3 separate regions of the Gossypium hirsutum genome follow, and regions 2 and 3 are each linked to region 1. Evidence: chromatin contacts called from public Hi-C data. All regions are on one chromosome and are shown on one strand. The core of a region is the stretch at or near the end of the contact, and the rest is flanking DNA. Distances in the headings are between cores, read along the strand shown. Region 1 has its middle 13 kb from the start of LOC107949381. Region 2 has its middle 18 kb from the start of LOC121228520. Region 3 has its middle 35 kb from the start of LOC121228477.

Region 1 (2,848 bases), core at 214-2,713:
GGTAATAGTTTTGAACTTTAAATGGTGCTTAACTTGATTGGTAAATGATTTGTGTAATAAGATGTGCACATTGACATTTTTTGTCAAGCAAAGGATGAAGCATAAATGGCATATTTTAAATGTGTTTTGGTTGGGTTTAGAATGTTATAGGTCGATGTTAAGTTTTGTTTGAGTAGTTGTTGAGTAGATAAGTTGATAAGCTTAACAAAGTGTTCATGTCATGCGGGATAGCTTGAATGGTCTTGTAATTGGCTAAATGGATATATTGATATGTGTTTAGGATGGTTTTGTGCAGGTTTGGATGGCCATTTATGCACCATTTTAGGCAAATGGTTTGGCTTGGCACGAAATAGGTATCAAATGGTTTTATTTTACCAAAATAGAATCCTCGTTGCAACCTCGGCCAACAGCCTATGACTTCTTGACGTAAAGTGGTCCGACGTCGTGACGTGACTCATTGTTTGCCGACGTCATGACGTGGGAATGGATTGTCACGACGTGGAGTCCAAATTTTCTAAACTTTTTATTTTGGTTCTAATTCATGCCCGAGTCATCAATAGAGCTTCTGTAAGCTCGATTTATATTTGAATGACATCATATGATCACGATTGAGATTCAAATTATTATTGCATGATTATTTTTATGTTTGTAGTTTTGATTACAATAGTAACATCCCATAGCTTAATTCGGCGACCGGACCAGGTTAGGGGTATTACAGGTGTCAAAATCTCAACCTTGTTATTGACAATACACTAAATTAATCTTAAATATTATAATTTAATCATCTTAGTATTTAATACCAATTAAGAAATTATGTAAAAATATATTAATAAAATATTTTTTAGAAAAGTTATACATATATTTAAATGAATGATAGATTTTTAAAAGAAGATAGTATGTTTTTTTAAGGGTGTTTTTCTTTTAGAGGTGGTTTATTTTAAATAGTAGTTTAAGTTATTTTATTTTGAAATTTTATATAAAATTGTAAAAAAATGCTCATGAAATAATTATTTTTATTTTTATTTAAAAATCTTTACAATTTTTTAATACGATTTTTTAATTAAGTTGATATATAATTAATTTAAGGTAACAACTTAGCTAGAGTTTTATAATATTATTTATTATTGTGGCTTTAGTGTTGGTGTCAATGTCAATATATGAGGATATAGATTCGAGCGCGTTGAAACAAATTTATTCTTCGATTTAAGAGTTAAAAAAGATTATAAGTAATTCTAAGTATTATATATAAAAAATATAATTTATTATGAAAATTTATAACATAATAATAAATATAACTATAAATTATATAATAAATAATAATAAGAGCTAACAATTATACATAATATTAAACATATTATAAATAAATAATAAATATCCTTCTAAAAGTTGGGCTCGTTGGCTATATAGATCATAAATAAGGTCTGAAGTGAGGCCCACTCTAACTCATATAGACTCATACAGATTGGATATGGGCTCAAGATGAAAAATGAGATATATAATGACTGCCTTTTATGAAAAGTGATTGTGTTGAATTACAAATTAAACTTAATGATTTTTTTATATCAAATAAAGAGAAGGAGATTGGATTGTTTAGATCTAATCTGGGGGTTTTAAATTAATACAAGTTTTTTACCACTGAATAACTGGTTTTAATTCACTCTTACAAATAATCTTATTTAAGGTTTTAAGTAAATAAAGGGATAAGACAATGACTTAATGAGGGAAGACAGACTGAAGGTACGGGGAAAAGAGTTTGTTTTCGGACAAGAGTTAGGGTTGAGAAAGGAGTAGTACGTAGTGTGTATGAGTTGTGGCATGACCTTTTTATAGTGGAGGACAAGCTTAATTATGTGTCTTTAGATTACTGATATGAAAGTCTAATTTGATACGATACTTTTAGTAGTGATGGTGATACTACATCCTAGGATGAGACACTTTAGGATGACTGGTAATAAATTATCTTGAGTCTCCACATGGCCCTCATACAATCTCGAGAGAGATACACAAGTGCTCAGCTTCCAAGTTTGCCAAACTGAGGTTCGCTAACTAACTCAAAGTCTGTTGTGTTGTTAGCTCCATTGAAAGACACGTGTTAGATTCTCTATGAGTTTACTGTAAGATCCATGGAGTATACTGTGAGGTCCATGAGATCCATTATATAAGGTATAACAATTTTTTTTTTTGAGAAAGTGTTAACTAATTTTTTTTAAAAATAAATTTAAGAAATAAATTCATAAAATTGGAAACCATACAATTTTTTTTTAATCTTTATGCCTATAAAAGAAAAGTTAGTTGTTAACGCGTAAATAGACAAAATAATTTATTTGGTCCTCTAAATATAAAAAAAATCGTTTTAGTTTTCTATTTAATTTTTCGTCTTTTTAACTCTTAAATTTATGCTATTTGTCAAATTATTCTAAAATGAATTAAAAAGTTAACGTCTATTGAATGTGCTAATGTACACGTAGATGCCAAATCAACAATTAATTAATTTTTTTAAAATTTAGAAAGTTGTAAAAATTATTTAAAAATTAAAAACTATTAAAATAATTAAAAAATATAAAAATATATTTTTAATTTTTTAAAATTAGTTAATTGCTAACATGAAATACATGTGGATTGCTATGTCAGCAGAGTTAACCAACGTTAATTTTTTCATTTATTTTGGAGTGATTTGATAAATAATACAAATTTAAGAGTTAAAAAAAGTGAAATTTTAAATAAAAACTAAAATATATTTTTATAAAATAAAAAGGTAAAATAAATATTATGCCAAATATATATAATTATCTATACTTACATATTTGTCTTTTTTTAATAGAATTGACATTTTTGTTAAAATAAAAAA
Region 2 (2,848 bases), core at 95-2,594, 220 kb before region 1:
ACACGAATTTAATGATGTATAAATCAAACATAAATACCAATATATATCTATATACGTATAATAATAATGTAAAAAAAATATAAGACATGTGAGATTTTTCTTTAAATAACATCAATGCATACTATGTAAATAAGTTTAAAAGAAATTACGTATGCAAAATAAAATAAGATTAATAATATACATAGAATATAAAAGGAGAGTAAAAAAATATATAATAAGATATGAGATCAGGAAACACTTATATATATATAATAGATTTAAAAAATATATATATACATAAATAAATTTAGAAAAAAATATATGCGAGAATGACATGGGATTAAATATGTATATAAAATTAAACTAATTTTACTATAAATTATACATGTACAAACATAAAAACGTTTGAATGAAATATTACATAAAATGTTAATATGATATAAGAAAGAACTTAAAAATGACGATTTTATAAAAAAAAACAAAGTAAAGTTATCAAAATAGGTCAACACATGTATGAAAATATTAAGAACTTTAAAATAATAAGTATTTTAAATGGAAAGTTCAATTAAAATAGCATATATGTACAAATATATATACAAAAATGTTTGAATGAGATACTATACAATATATTAAAATAATACAATATAAAGAATTTCAAAACAATAATTTTATAAGCACAAAGATGGATTTTAAAACAACAATTTAGCCATTAACATAATATATGTACAAATATACACAAAATATTTAGATGAGACATTATACAAAAATATTAAAATAACATGATAAAACAAACTTCAAAATAATTATATAGATGAAAACAAAGCGAAATAATTTAAATAGATTAACAAATATACCTAGATTGATTTTAAAAATATTAATATTTCCAAATAGAAAGCTCAACTAGATTACTATATGTACACAAGTATATATAAAAACATGTAAACAAAATATTTTACATAATGCTGAAATAATATAATGTAAAATTTCAAAGCAATGATTCTTTTAAACAAAGTTAAAATTATTAAAGTAGCTTTCTTTAAAAATATTAAGTGAATATTCTTAAAACAATGAATTATATAAATGAGGGCTTAATAAAAATAAATTTAAAATGAAAGGGACAATTTACAAATAAAATAAGCGAATGGAATTAAAACAAGGATCGGTACAAAACATGCTCAAATGCTCAAGGACCTAAGCTGGAAACACTCCAAACCCCAAAACGCAGCACCTAGGCGCGGACCAAAATGAAATAGCACACAAATTTTTAGGGAAAACTTAAAAGAAATAAATAAGATGCCAATAGGGGTCTGCTGAAATGCGGCGCGAAAAGGGAGGACCTAGCTCGCAATTACCCTTTTCAGCAGAAACACGCGGATCCCAGGGGTAAAGGGGACGGATCGGATTGGGTTTAACGGGTGGTCCAAAACGGCCACCCAAAAACGGCGTTGTTTCCAGGGTTGTATTTAAGCCCATTTTTTTTAGAAAATTTCATTTGCAGCCTCCTCTCTAAAAAAAATCTGAGATTCCCCTAACTCTCTCCCTTCTCTCCCTGTGGTCGACCAAGGAGACACCCAAATCTCCGTCCATCGTACCACCCCTGTACCCGGCGGTCAACAGTGCGCGAGGGTGGGCATTAAGCCCCATTTCAAGGCGCGTTTGAAGGTCACAACGCCTTCAATCCTCGAAAGAGCAAGGAGAATGGTTCGTACCCCCTTTTGGGTTCGAACGCGACAACGACGAAAAGCCCTCCGACGAAGCGGTCATGGGGCAGTTTCGGTGAGTTTTTACTCCCTTTTTATTTTTTTGTTTAAAAGATTTATAAAAAAAATGAAAGCAAAAATAAAATATGAAGAACGAAAAGAAAACGAGATTGGAATCGACCTTTGCTCGTATTTTGCTCTTTGATTCCTTAATAGTCTGTGTCTATTACATTTTTGTGCTTGTGGCTATATAGCCGAATACAAATGCTTTAGTCTAATCTTTGTTACTGTTTTGCTTCGTTTCTGCTTCCTGTCCTTTGTTGCCTTTTTTGTTCTATTTCTGCTTCTTTTTTCTTGCAGGTAAGGTCAACGAGGCTGCAGATGGCCGTTTTGGTGCAACGGGGCCGAATCTCGGGCGTTGTGCGTGCCGAGGGCGCACATGGAGGCACGGCGCCTTAAGCATATTAGGGTTTCTGTGTTGTTTTATTTTTTTGGACTATTTTTCTAGGCTAGGTTTTTAGTTTGGGCCTGTATTTTGCTTGGGTCTTGTAATGAAATGGACTATTTATTATTTTGGTTTTGGGCCGGGCAAATTAAGCCTCTTACAGTCAATTTATACCTTTTTTTTCTAATATATAGGAGTTAATTTACTCGTTTTTAATAAAAGGATAAAATACAATCTCTCTTTTTTTTACGGATATGTATACTTTTTATTTAAGCTACCAGGAAATGTAGAGATTCCGATTGGTTGGGCTCAAAGTATTTAATTGATACAGCTAAATAGGAGCGGGATAGGGCCAGTTCGGGTTTGGAAATATAGAGTTGAGTCAGGTGCGGCGGCGGGCAAAGCACCTGCTTTATGCATTCTTTCTCTAAGCAATAATATGATGATAGAAATGTCAAGGTTTCACAAGTTTATCGGTTCCTTTCAGAATGTTTATTGTTCTTGTATCGATCTAGATAATCACAGGTTTTTGCGTTGAAGAACCATAATTCTCACAGAGACAGAGCAGTAGCCGCAAAAGCAAGTATTTCATGATATATAAAGCTACAAATTCAATCTGACACATATATTACATCGAAAAGAATTATAATTTCACTTCTAGCTAAATGCTTGTGTATGTATGGAAGAGCACTACTTTCACTTCCACTAAAGAGCTGGGAAAAAA
Region 3 (2,848 bases), core at 202-2,701, 160 kb before region 1:
TTTGCTATTGTTTAGCCACTATTCTTAACTGTTTCTTATAGGTAGTGGTTGATGGTGACATGCAGTTGGTGGCGATAAGCTAGGAGCAGCGGCGACTAGAGTTAGGGTGCATAGCACTAGCTAGGGTTTCTTTTTCTTGTTTTTTCCCTAAATATTGTTTAAATTTTGGGTCATTTGGATTATTAAGGTTTTCTGATTTAGACTTGTAATTATAATAGACTTGGACCGTTTTTTATTATTTATTATTTATTATTTTAGTTTTATTTATTATTTTTTAGTATTTAGGTTTCGAGCCCGGACTAAATTGGCCATTACAAGCTAAATACTTTTCAAATTTTGATTTTTTAAGCGCAAAGACTAGGGAATCTGTCATCCTACACTTGGAAAAGCATTTGGGCAACGAGTGGATTGTTACAGGAGGGGATGTGTTGGAACGTTGGTACGAATAAGATTTTAATAGCTTAGGATGCATGGATACCCACGGCAGTCAATTACAAACTAAGTAGTAGTATCAATAATAACAATATATCTATGATTGCGGAGTTGATTGATAACAATAGCAGAGAATGGAAAATAGAGGTTATTGCCAATACCTTCTCGGAAGCAGATGCGACCAGGATACAGTGAATCCCTTTGGCGAAGGCAAGACACAATGACATGTTGGAGAGGAGAGGTGAGCCATTAGGGGAAAAAACTATTACAAAGTAGGTTTTTCAAATCCTAATGTTAATTATTTACAAACCAATTTTAGAGAATTTTACAAGAAATTGTAGAACCTAAAACTCCCGACTAAAATCAAAATTACAATCTGGAGGATCTCTTCTAATTTCATTCCTACTCTATCAAATGTGTTACAAGGGATTAGTGGCCACCCGGTGTAGAGGGGCAGATGAGACTCTGGACCATACATTTCGAGAGTGCCCTATAATAGTGAAAGTGTGGACAATATTAAATTTCACATGGGTTTTGACAAAGGCCAGATTTGGACAGTATTGAGTGGCTTGCCTGGGTTGCCAAAGAAAGCTCAACGTTCCAACCAAGGCTATTCTGTCGTGCTTTATGGGCTCTTTGGACTGATAGAAACAAGAGAGTGCATGCAAGGAATGCTGCGGGAGAGGTTCTGGTATCAAGATCGATTTTGCATGATGATATGGGGTTTGTGTCTGCAGCAAAGGCCCTTGCGTTCTCATGGGCAGTGCAAACGGGGGTGGAAATGGCTCTCCCTAGTTTTGCTGCGCGAAAAATGGGGGATGAATGGCTAAGAGAACTCGATTGAGTTGAAGCTTGCGCAGAAAAGGTCCTTAGAGAGAAGAACGTTAAAAATGGTGAAGTGAAGATAAGGAAATGCATTCTTTGGGAACTGAAACTGACAAACTTGAAACGTGATATGCATTGATGGGAATGGGTGTCAGTTAACAGTTTTGATTGGGCTGAGTTTTCTTTAATTAATTTTGACTTGGTTGTTGGGGTGTTTAGTTTTACTCTTAAAGGCTTAGGGTCGGACTGTTTTGCCTTGGGCTGAACTTTTGTCTTTGGGTTAGTTTTATATAATTAATAAAAGCCCAGTCTGATATTATTTCAAAAAAAATTCTTATTTTGGAAAAAAAATTTAAAACTCTAAATTTTCCCCTAAATTTATTTTTTGTTGCATTTTTCAAATCCGATTTTTCAACAATAGGGTAGGAACTTTTTCTGATAAATTGAAATTGCATTGCATTTATAAGCATTTGTATTGCGGAAAATGTCGAGATATTATGATAATGAGTTAATTTAAAATATCGAAATTTCGAGTTGCTATTCAAATTGTGTTTATCGTTTGAACATTGAGATATTATGTTGATGAAAATGATCGGATTTTCTAATATTCTATATTTTTAATTTATTGTGATTTATTCTATGAACTGATATTTTGTATGCTTTGTCTACTATTTGCACCAATTTTCTTGTGGTGAAACTCATATTGATTTTCATAGCTCATTTCCTTTTTTATTTTTCCATCTTTACAGATAACCCACCAGATTAGGATGCAGGCGCAACATTTGGAAGGTCTAGGCTCGATTTTATTTATTAAAATATTTTTAAGTTACTTTTTAATATTTTATTATTACCTAAAGACTGTTCTATTTTATTTTGAAATTGTATCGCTTTATTCGAATTGTGGCATAAGATTTAGTATTCAGGTTTTATTTGAGGCATGCATGACATTTAAATCATTTAAATTATTAGAATATTAATATTTATTTAATTATGTATGGAACATGGTTTCCTTTGAAAATCACGTTAGTATCACTTTTCCGCAGTGAAGTTGTAAATGTGTTATGTTAAGTACATAATTTAGAAAATTAAGTAAGTTTTCAAAGGTAAACACCGTAAAAAAGAAAATGTTAAACTTAACCCTTTTTTTAAAAAAACTTTCCATTGTTTATAAAAATGGAAAAAAAATTCTTCTAAAATAAATAAATAAATATTTTAAATTGATTGTTTTATAAACTTTTGTTGTACTAGTCATCTAGGTGGCCGATGTAATCTCTCAAATTCGGGTTTAACATCTAGGCCAAGTTAGGGAGGTTATAGGCAAAATCTTGGTAGACAAATAGAGTTGTTATATAGAGGGTTGACTGTAAAATTGATTTAATATTTTTCACATTAAGTAAGAAGTAGCTACCTATCAATATATCTTATTCAATACTTTTTTGTTGAAACATTTATATTAAATAAAAATTTAAAATGATTATCAAACATATTTAAAATATTAAATCTTGAAAATTTTCATCTTCAATGAAATGAAAATTTTTAATAGTTTATAAACACACCCTTAGTTTTTCAATACTTAATTTTTCATACTTCA

What was found. Hi-C and Micro-C count contacts between places; a contact is called where the count stands out from the background.
Region 2: a Hi-C map of leaf shows a contact between it and region 1, with 2.1 times the contacts expected there. The contact joins two enhancer-like sites. A contact is called at or near these places in 2 of 34 Hi-C or Micro-C datasets (both in leaf).
Region 3: a contact with region 1 is called in a Hi-C map of leaf, with 2.3 times the contacts expected there. The contact joins two enhancer-like sites. A contact is called at or near these places in 2 of 34 Hi-C or Micro-C datasets (both in leaf).

What each region holds. Positions count from the first base shown.
Region 1 is chrA04:82,913,833-82,916,680 of Gossypium_hirsutum_v2.1, forward strand. No RefSeq gene overlaps it. Among protein-coding and RNA genes, the nearest start is that of LOC107949381, 13 kb to the right of the region's middle. Within about 2 kb of position 1,464, at least 1 of the 9 cell types and tissues checked has an H3K27ac peak or open chromatin away from gene starts, as enhancers often do. A contact at or near this core is called in leaf, where this site is marked.
Region 2 is chrA04:82,695,022-82,697,869 of Gossypium_hirsutum_v2.1, forward strand. No RefSeq gene overlaps it. Among protein-coding and RNA genes, the nearest start is that of LOC121228520, 18 kb to the left of the region's middle. Within about 2 kb of position 1,345, at least 9 of the 9 cell types and tissues checked have an H3K27ac peak or open chromatin away from gene starts, as enhancers often do. A contact at or near this core is called in leaf, where this site is marked.
Region 3 is chrA04:82,758,365-82,761,212 of Gossypium_hirsutum_v2.1, forward strand. No RefSeq gene overlaps it. Among protein-coding and RNA genes, the nearest start is that of LOC121228477, 35 kb to the left of the region's middle. Within about 2 kb of position 1,452, at least 6 of the 9 cell types and tissues checked have an H3K27ac peak or open chromatin away from gene starts, as enhancers often do. A contact at or near this core is called in leaf, where this site is marked.